Linked DNA regions of Mus musculus: region 1 is linked to region 2. Evidence: chromatin contacts called from public HiChIP or PLAC-seq data. All regions are on one chromosome and are shown on one strand. The core of a region is the stretch at or near the end of the contact, and the rest is flanking DNA. Distances in the headings are between cores, read along the strand shown. Region 1 holds the start of Dab2 (disabled 2, mitogen-responsive phosphoprotein). Region 2 overlaps Gm16311 (predicted gene 16311).

Region 1 (4,478 bases), core at 289-2,788, 83 kb before region 2:
GCTCCCGAGTCCTGGCTAGTCCCTCCTTTCTAAACAACCAGTCACTGCTACTATGTGCAGAACCCAGGCCTCAAGATTGTAAACTAGGTAGGTTAGACATCCCATCAGAAGCGTTCCTGGAGCCTTATCAGCTATCTCCAAGGGATTTTGGCAAATTTTCTGCCATTACTTAGGTTGGAGTTATATCTACCTCCACCCTTCCCCTCCTGCTTTGCCTGATTAGGGCCAGAAATTTTTTCATCTTTATAGAGCAACAGCAACATTTACTATTCATGAAGTTGCCCCTCCATAATTTTTAAAGCTTTCCATGTGCCTGGAAGCTTGCTCGTTTTTGCTCTTCTCGGTTTACAGGGTGGCTCCCTTTCTTCCAAACACAGGCGAAGAAAGAGGAAAGGGTGGGAGGGGGTGCCTCGGGTGGAGATAACATCCATATTTTTTAACTGTTTTTAATCCAGTTAAATTTCCCTTCGGATTCACACAGCTCCCATCTGAAACCGACTACAGAGCTGAATTCCAGACTCAGGATTAAGTGGAGGAGAGCAGGCAGGAAGAAATAACAGCCAGCTCTATGCCGCAAAGAGAACCGCTACGTTGGCAGGGTCTCCAAGGTTTTAAACACAGTTTAGTCCCTCTTCTTGAATTCTTAATCCTTCCAAATAATTTACAACAGTCAAGAAAAACAGCATTCAAACGCTTCACGATTTAAAACAAGTTTGTTACGTGGCTTGGGCAGATACTTTTCTTAGGAATGCTGGTATAAGACAAAGTTCACATTTTTAATGCCCTGTGCTGTCAGTCAGCAGAAAATAGCTCCTCGGAGGCACAGACCATGTCCCCAGCCTTTGTCGCACAGTAAAACTGAACATCATTCAGGAGTTTATTAGGTGGTCAGCAGCCACACCGCGCATTCCCTGGGATGTCCCCTAAGCCCTAAAAACTAGGGCTCGTGTACAACACACACACACACACACACACACACACACACACACACACACACACACACAGGGACTCGTTAAATGTCACAGGATGGGCGCCTTGAGTCCGACCCCAAAGGTAAAATGCATTCCTTGGAAGCATTCCACAGATGTCAGGCCACAAAACCCGCTGCTCTCCCCGGAGTACACTGTCTCATTTGTAAGATTTCCCCAGCGCCCAAGGTCTGCAGCCAAGGCAGGGATGGGAAGAGAGGAGCCAGCAAAGGAGAGAAGTAGGTCGCAAAAAAAGAAAAAAAAGAAAAAAAAAGAAAAAAAAGGAAAAAAAGAGAAAGAAAGAAAGAAAGAAAGAAAGAAAGAAAGAAAGAAAGAAAGAAAGAAAGAAGGGACCGAAGGGAAGGGGGATGGCAGAGTTACTCACGGACTAGCTAGTGCTTCTGTGGAGCCAGCATGACTTCCCCGCGCCCGAAGCCTCAAGGCTGCAGCGCCGAGGACGCGGAGAACGCCACTTAAATAGCCGCGCGGCCACTCCCGGTAGAGATATGGTTCTAATCAGATGCTGGCTCTGAGGACTCTCCAGGAATGTGGCGGCGGGATGTTTTTGCTGCCTGGACTTGGTAACTCCCCCTCAACGTGTCTGCCGAGTCTTCCAAACTTAACTGTTTATTAACTCGAACTAAAGCCACGGAGATCCGGCGCCTCCTGCGCCTCCTGCGCCCCGTGCGCCCGGCCAGCTGGGGGCGATCGCAGAGACCCGGAAAAAGGAGCGTGCACACAACCCGGGCCAGGAGCCCCACACTGCCTTGGGCCAGAAAGGGTGCACGTAAGGACAGGAAAAGGGAAATTCTGGAGGAAAAGGATGGGATCCTCTGAGCTGCGTTTCGCAGATCCGTTCCCTGGATTGCCACTTCGAGTGGCGTGGCACGCGAACTGCGAACTCATCCTAAACCGCCTGGGGCATTTTGAACAAAGACGCGCCTTTACTCCTGACTTTCCGTTCCCGGGTCCAGTCTGTCCTTTCTAAAGCTGGGCATGTGACTGGATTGTTACCTTTAAAGAAAATCACTATTCTTTAATTGTGAACGTGCTTAAACAGGAGGGAAATCTATGTGTGCCCAAGTAAAAAGATGCCCTGTTATTGAAATTTAATATCACGCTCGAGCATATTCTCGCTATTAAACTGGCCTAAACAAAACAAGTTAGCCTCCATATAAATGATCTACATTTGTGATCATTTCAGTGTATATCCACCCACACGTAGATAACATGACTTTGTCTGCTAGTTTCTACAGCATTTCTTATTCCTTCATGAAAATATTGAGATATGTGAATAAGTATTGGAAGGTGTTTCATCGATGCTCAGCTGTGGATAGCCCGGCAGAGCAGACCTTGGGAATCCTATAGAATCTCACAATTTCTTTTCTGTATATTTTAAAGTCAGGGGACAATTGTTAAATAGTCACAGAAACAGTGGTGCTTTTCAAGTACTTAAGAAATTAAGCTTTGGGAAGATCCTCCTCCCCTTCTCCCTCCTTCCCCTCCCCCTTCTCCCTCCTTCCCCTCCCCCTTCTCCCTCCTTCCCCCTTCTCCCTCCTTCCCCTCCCCCTTCTCCCTCCTTCCCCCCTTTTCCCTCCTTCCCCTCCCCCTTCCTCCTCTTCCACTTTCTTATTTAGTCCTTTTTTTCTTGTTCCTCCTCCTCTTGTCTGTTTTTCCTTCTGCTCCTCCTCTTCTTCCCTCTCCCTCCTGCCCCTCCTCCCCTGTTGTAAGCAGAATGTACTGACTATGAAAATGACAAATTGTGACTTGGATGGAAACGGGTTATTGATTTTATTGAGTAAGCAACACAATGGATTTGCATTTTACCACTGAGAATCCAGGGTTCAAATTGGGCTTATGGTGCACCAAGGATGTATTTTGTGGTCCATGCCTAGCCCCAGCTGCAAAATCACTGTAATTTGAGGTAGCTCAATGAGAGTGGCAGTTTCTGCTTGCAAGTAGGTCAGGCTTGGAGCAGCCCTCATGCAGGGAGAGTAAGAGACACAGAGCAACACAGCTGGTCCAGGTGCTGCCCCTACCTGACCTCTGGATTCCCTTCACACTTGGGTGTGCAGAGTAGAGGTGTGTGTGTGTGTGTGTGTGTGTGTGTGTGTGCTTCCAATATTCCTCTGAGGTAATTTTCTATGGTTGAAAAAAAAAGGATTTTCAGTGAATGATGGAAGGTCTACTTTTCAGTTCTATGAAGGCACAAGACATAGGTGCGAACTTTAATTCTGCTAGCTCTGAGAACATCACACTTTGATTCTCAAATCTAGTAGTCTAGAGAAATGGTGTCATTTCAAAAAGTTCAAAAATTAGGGGAAAAAAAGGTAGTTCATTCACACAAACAGGGGCTCTGATAATATAAAAGAAACAAGTCTACAGACAGACATGAATCATTTCTCAATGTGGAAGTGGCCACTTAGGCCTTTGTCTTTATCTATATAGTTGAAAGATTATTATCAAAATGTGTTAACTTGCTCCCACTAGATGGAATGGATTTGCCTTAGAAACCAGAGAAAGAAAACGATTTCATCTGCTGTGAACTGCAGTTGTGAAGCAGTGATGTGGACCCAAAGAGCTCATTTGTGAGCAGCAGGCTCATAGTGGCTGCTTAAAGCGAACACCCTTGTGTTAGACAGAAATCTAAAGAGCCCACAGTAGAGAGTTCTGGTTTTGCAGTGTATTTTTATACCTCTAGGGTGCTGATATTGGTCTTGGCAGTAGTTCAATGTCCTGCTCACATTATGGGGGGGGGGGGGGATGAAAATAAATTTAACTCTTTTTATCCCAGGAGGTCCTGTTTCTTACCATTCCTACCACATCTAAGTTGATAACTTTTCAGTAAGTCTAAAATGAACATCTCCACATAAGAAACACACACACACCAAAGTCCACCCCGGTGTTCATCACCACTAAAATTTGTTTAGAGAATTAAAGTAGGAAAAAAATTAAATGCAGTGCTTTATAAACCAAGGTCCCCACATAAGGACAGTCGTTTGCACAAAAACCTGCCCTGTGGTAGGGTGGGGTGGAGTCTGGACTGTGTTCCCAGCCGAGAAAGGGGTAGTTAATCCCGTGACAGCTTGCTGAAGAATGCATGGTTTATTATTAAAGTAATCTCTTAAGGTTTTCCTGGAATGTACTCTCACAGCAGCTCTGCCTATGCAGGCTATCCTATGTATGTCTGTTCTTCCATGATGAAAACTGTCGATTCTTAGCTCAAACGTCTGGCCCTTTCTCTCCTACCCCTCACCCCTGCCTATTCCTCAGCTGCTCAGTGTTCCTCACACTGCCTGTTTGAATTGTGCTTATTTCCCGTGAACGATAGATCGTATCGGCCTCAAGGAAACTGTCCACTTCTCTGCTTATTGGACACATAGAGCTATTCAAACCAAACAAAGCAAGCATGGCAAGATGGGATCTGTCTCTAGTCCTAACTATTCTGGAGGCTGGGGCAGGAGGATGAGTAAGTTCAAGAGGGGAAAAAAAATATCAAAGAAGAGTTGA
Region 2 (4,387 bases), core at 1,621-4,120:
AAGGCAGGAAGCTTGAGAAGAGGGTGGGGCATGGAAAGAGGAAAATAGTGAGAGTCCTTGTGAGGTCAGAATATACCTCCTATCCTATTTTCAAAGCATAACCTCATCAACAAACCCAGTATTTCACATCAGACTGTGAAATACTCCTTGCTATAGGGTACTGCCAGAAAACAAACAAACAAACAAAAAACAACTAAAACAACCAAAATGTCTAGAATACACATCTCTGTCAAGTACAAAACATTTTGGAACAGCCCCCCCCCTCAAAAAAAAAGCCTTGATAAATACAAAGGGATTGAGATCATGTGCAGTGTGGAATTAGAAACAAACAAGGAAGAATCAAAGTTCATATGGGAATTAAATAACAGTTCTAGGCCAGCAATAGATGAAGAACGAGAATCACCAGAGAGCGTACGATGTATTTCATGGTGACTGAGGATGAAGGAACAACATCAAGATGTGTGGGCTCCTGGAGAAGCTTCTGGCCATAGACAACCACAGTTATTCAGTTATTTAATTCTCATTCTCTCCCTCTCTGTCTCTCTCTGTCTCTCTGTCTCTCTGTCTCTCTGTCTGTCTCTCTGTCTCTCTCTCTCTCTGAGGCATGGTTTCTCTGTGTAGCCCTGGCTGTGCTGAAACTCACTCTGTAAACCAGGCTGCACCACCCCTCCCAGCTACAACTACATTTAAAAAGGTAAAGACTTCTACTTAACAATTGAAATTTCTGCCTTGGCACCTGAAAATAAAAGGAAAAAAATATGAAAATGCAAAGCAAAACAGAAATAGTAAAGACTGTAGGAAAAAAAGTTAAGAAACAAAGGTTTTCTAAAGAGATAATTAAAGAACCCCAATTTTTTAAGGGTCAGCAAAACTGATGAGTCTTTCCCTATAGAAACAAACAAACCCAAGACAGACTAAAAATTCTAAACCTCTACAGTTCAAGAACAAAGTGATGGGGGCACATTGAATTTACAGTCTTGCAAACTAAGAGGTAAGAGGAACTTCAAGGGCTGGAAGTAGAGCTGGCTGACAGATCTTGAGTGTAATTGCAAGGCAGTGAATTCAATGTACAACACCTCAAAAGGGAAAACATGGTAGTGTATGACTGTAATTCCAACTCTGTCAACCCAGGCTCGGGTAGGAGACTCTTGAGGTCAAGGACAGCCTGTGCTATATAGCTGAGACTCTAAGACACAGACTTAGCTATAAAGAGACTTCCCCAGCCTCGTGGGAGCTTCTATGAGAAACACAGTTGATTTTATACATAATGACAAAAGAGCTAAAGTTTTCCCTTTCCCTAGTATTTGGAGCAAATCAAAGATTTGTGTTCTTTTCATCCATGAAATGCTGTATTGGAAGTTCTAGACCAAGCACGTAGGCAATGAAATGAAAACAACTGCCATCTAAATGCAAAAGGTTGAGGACCTCTCTCTTCAGATTACGTGTTCCTGTATCGAGGTAATCAGTTTGTTAGTACTCATAATCAAGTTTGGCAAGGTTAAATTTTACTTCCAATATACAGTTTAAAAATAAACTGCATTTCTAGAGGCTTAAAATGAACAATGCAAAAATGAATATTAAAAGCAAAAATTTCTTTACCATTTCATCACAAAGGATAAAATAGGCATAAAGGAACAGATTCAGTGTGGTCCCTGTAAAATTTCTAGGCAGGTTCTACAAAGAAATGACAAAGCAGTCATAAAATTTTTATTGAAGTGCAAAGAAATGAGACAGGCCACTTAATCTTTAAAAAGAATGAAGCTCTTGAACTTTTACTATGTCTCAGTTTGGAATCCTTACAGTTAGAGCAAGTGTAAACTCAACACTAGTGTACAAACGGTCAAATGGGGAAGAATAGAGATTCCAGAAATCAACCTTCACATTTGCAGCCAGTCTGTCTTTGACAAGGACCCAAGACAGCTCACTGGAGGAAATAAGAATACTTTTCAGCAATACGTGTTAGAAAATGGGATATACATTTATAGAAGAATGAAACTAGACTCCCACAACATCTGCAAAATATTAAGATGAGACAATGACATACATGAGCTTAAGTTACAAAATTCTCAGGAGAAAACATACACATAATTATTCAACTAGAACAAATATATTTTAATAGTGATGTGACTTAGAACAGGTGATAATACACTAAGAAGCCCTCATTTGCTGTTGCTTTTTTATAGAATACTTCCTTAGTGTGTATGAAGACTAGCTAAAGTGCCCCCCCCTTTTTTTTTGTCTAGACAACCTACCTCTATGGAAATACCTTTTCAAGATACAAACAAATGAGGAGTGATGTGTAAAGATGGCTGACTTGAAGGACCATTTATGAATGGAAACCATCTTATACTTTCAAGAGGAAGAGGCTTGACATTCATGGTGCAGTCACTTATAGAATGACTGCTTTCCTACTTCTGCAGGGATGAAGTAAGTCTATACATACTGACATGGACATCTGTTCATGATATGTGAAGACAAATGAAGACATTTCATATGTTTTATACCTATAATGTCAAGGCTATGCCCTAGACTTGGCCCATGTGCATCCAGTGATTGTTCAGCTTCACACAGTAATGGAATAACAAACAGAAATGTGGTTTAAACACAGAATATACTCAGAAAATACGCACGTCAGTTTCTAGTGGTTATCCATAGAGAACAGATAGGTAGAAGAAAGAAATGAAAGAGGGGCATAGTTTACCTTTTACTCTCTGTTTTTTAATATTTGAACTTAACATGGTTTCATGAACCATATTTGAACTTAACATGATGTCATATGTTCATATTTTCATAATAAGGAAGATATGCCTTAGATTACTCTAAATAAGGAAGAAACTACATTTGATAAATACCGCATTTTAGAAGTAGTTTTGTTTCCCCTTTTGACATACTCAAAAAGTAGTCACTTCCTTAAACCTAGTTTTTCTCTGTATAGATTTCCTTCTTTCTAGATAAGTAGAATTGACTCAGACTAGATTAAACTTCTTATATTTGAAAGCCCCACACCCACCCACCCATTGTGAAGTGCCCTGTTTTCTGTCGTTTCACCAGGATAACATCTCATTTTGTTCACCCTTTTGTACTCATTTTTCATTATTGTCGTGGTTGGACTGACTCTGTTTAAGATTACATGCAAAGATGTGCCAAATGGCATGACCCGTTATTAAGAATCTAGAATGTTCCAAGTTTTGAGCCTTGCACCAAGTGTTTTCGGTATCACTTACTGTTAGATGTGTATGCTTGTCAAAAGCAATTACCCCTGATTCAGCAAAATTCAATGCTTTCTAACGAATGATCGGGAGGGTAAACAACTCATTTTCATGGAGGGGTTGATATTTTCAGGCCTGCCTCAAAGGAAAGTTTCTAAGAGGCCAGGAAAGAATTCAGGAGAAAGGAAACAGCAGGAAGACCCTGTATTTCTCTGCAGATCAGCAGGACTGCTTGCCAACACCAACATCGCAATGTTTCAGAGCCCAATTTTCCATATTTTGAAACGGCTTGCAGCGATTCCACGGAGCGAGTCAATCTGCCATCAACGGGGGCTTTTCTGTTTGTGGCTAAACTTTCTATTCTGTGGCACCTCAGCTAAATGGTGAAGGTTTAACTTTTTGAAAATAAATAAAAAATGATGGTGACTCATACGGAGGCAGTGGTTGCATCCAAATTGCCTGGGATGCCTAAGATGCAGATTTCCCAGACTAATCATAGAGTTACCCCAGTGTCCGAGGTGGGGCCTAAGAATCTGCATTTCAGGTGAGTTCCCAGGTAAGCCCGTGGCTGCTATTCTAGGGCCCATGTTTTGAGAAGCTCTGTGCTGGAGGCTTAGGCTACTGGAACCTTCAGTGAGTAACTAGCCACGCCAACCTGCCTCTCAAATACAGAGATTGTGCACACCAATGTCAGTGGCATGGTCTCTGAGCCTGATTAACCTACAAAGAGAAGTACACAGTACATGCAAATACTGACTGCTCAATGTCTGAAAATGGCAACCACCAGTTCAGACCATCTTTAATATATATGTTCCTTATTCCCCTCAAAACCAATCTTGATTTTGTTTTCTAAGACCACTGAATTAACTGGAACTCACAGGCCCTCCAGGGTTAAAAAGAGCCACAAACTCTAGGTTCCCTGATCCAACATTCTGAAGACTGGCTTTTAACATGTTCTGTAGAGTTGTCAGTGACACACAGAGAATATGGATTAGACACAGGCACTTCGGAATTGTTTCACTCCTGCTTAAACCAAGTAGGTATTGTTTTAGTCATCAAAGCAAAGTTTAGTCGGTTCTGTTTATAGTTCAACAAAATCACTGTATTTCAGATAGGTCTCTTCTGGCTTGGCAACTGGGCTGGTTAATTAATAATACTTGTATTAATCAAACATGAAA

Evidence for each region. HiChIP or PLAC-seq counts read pairs in DNA pulled down with a chosen protein or histone mark.
Region 1: a contact with region 2 is called in an H3K4me3 HiChIP or PLAC-seq map of bone marrow-derived macrophages, with 4 times the contacts expected there. The contact joins the promoter of Dab2 here to the enhancer-like site in region 2. A contact is called at or near these places in 5 of 39 promoter capture datasets (3T3-L1-derived adipocytes, embryonic stem cells, macrophages and 2 more), 2 of 484 Hi-C or Micro-C datasets (macrophages and uterus), 3 of 115 datasets of contacts at active chromatin or transcription factors (bone marrow-derived macrophages, heart atrium and stem cell-derived neural progenitor cells) and 4 of 9 other capture datasets (adipose tissue, liver, macrophages and 1 more).

What each region holds. Positions count from the first base shown.
Region 1 is chr15:6,383,808-6,388,285 of GRCm38.p6, reverse strand. It overlaps Dab2 (disabled 2, mitogen-responsive phosphoprotein), which reads right to left and starts at 1,538. Exons shown (of 15, transcript NM_023118.5): 1 at 1,354-1,538.
Region 2 is chr15:6,302,499-6,306,885 of GRCm38.p6, reverse strand. Gm16311 (predicted gene 16311) reads left to right here. Exons shown (of 3, transcript NR_168062.1): 2 at 2,244-2,427; 3 at 3,428-3,641. It also overlaps a transcript of Dab2 not described here. Among named protein-coding and RNA genes, the nearest start is that of Gm16311, 5.2 kb to the left of the region's middle. Within about 2 kb of position 2,870, at least 14 of the 459 cell types and tissues checked have an H3K27ac peak or open chromatin away from gene starts, as enhancers often do. A contact at or near this core is called in adipose tissue and bone marrow-derived macrophages, where this site is marked.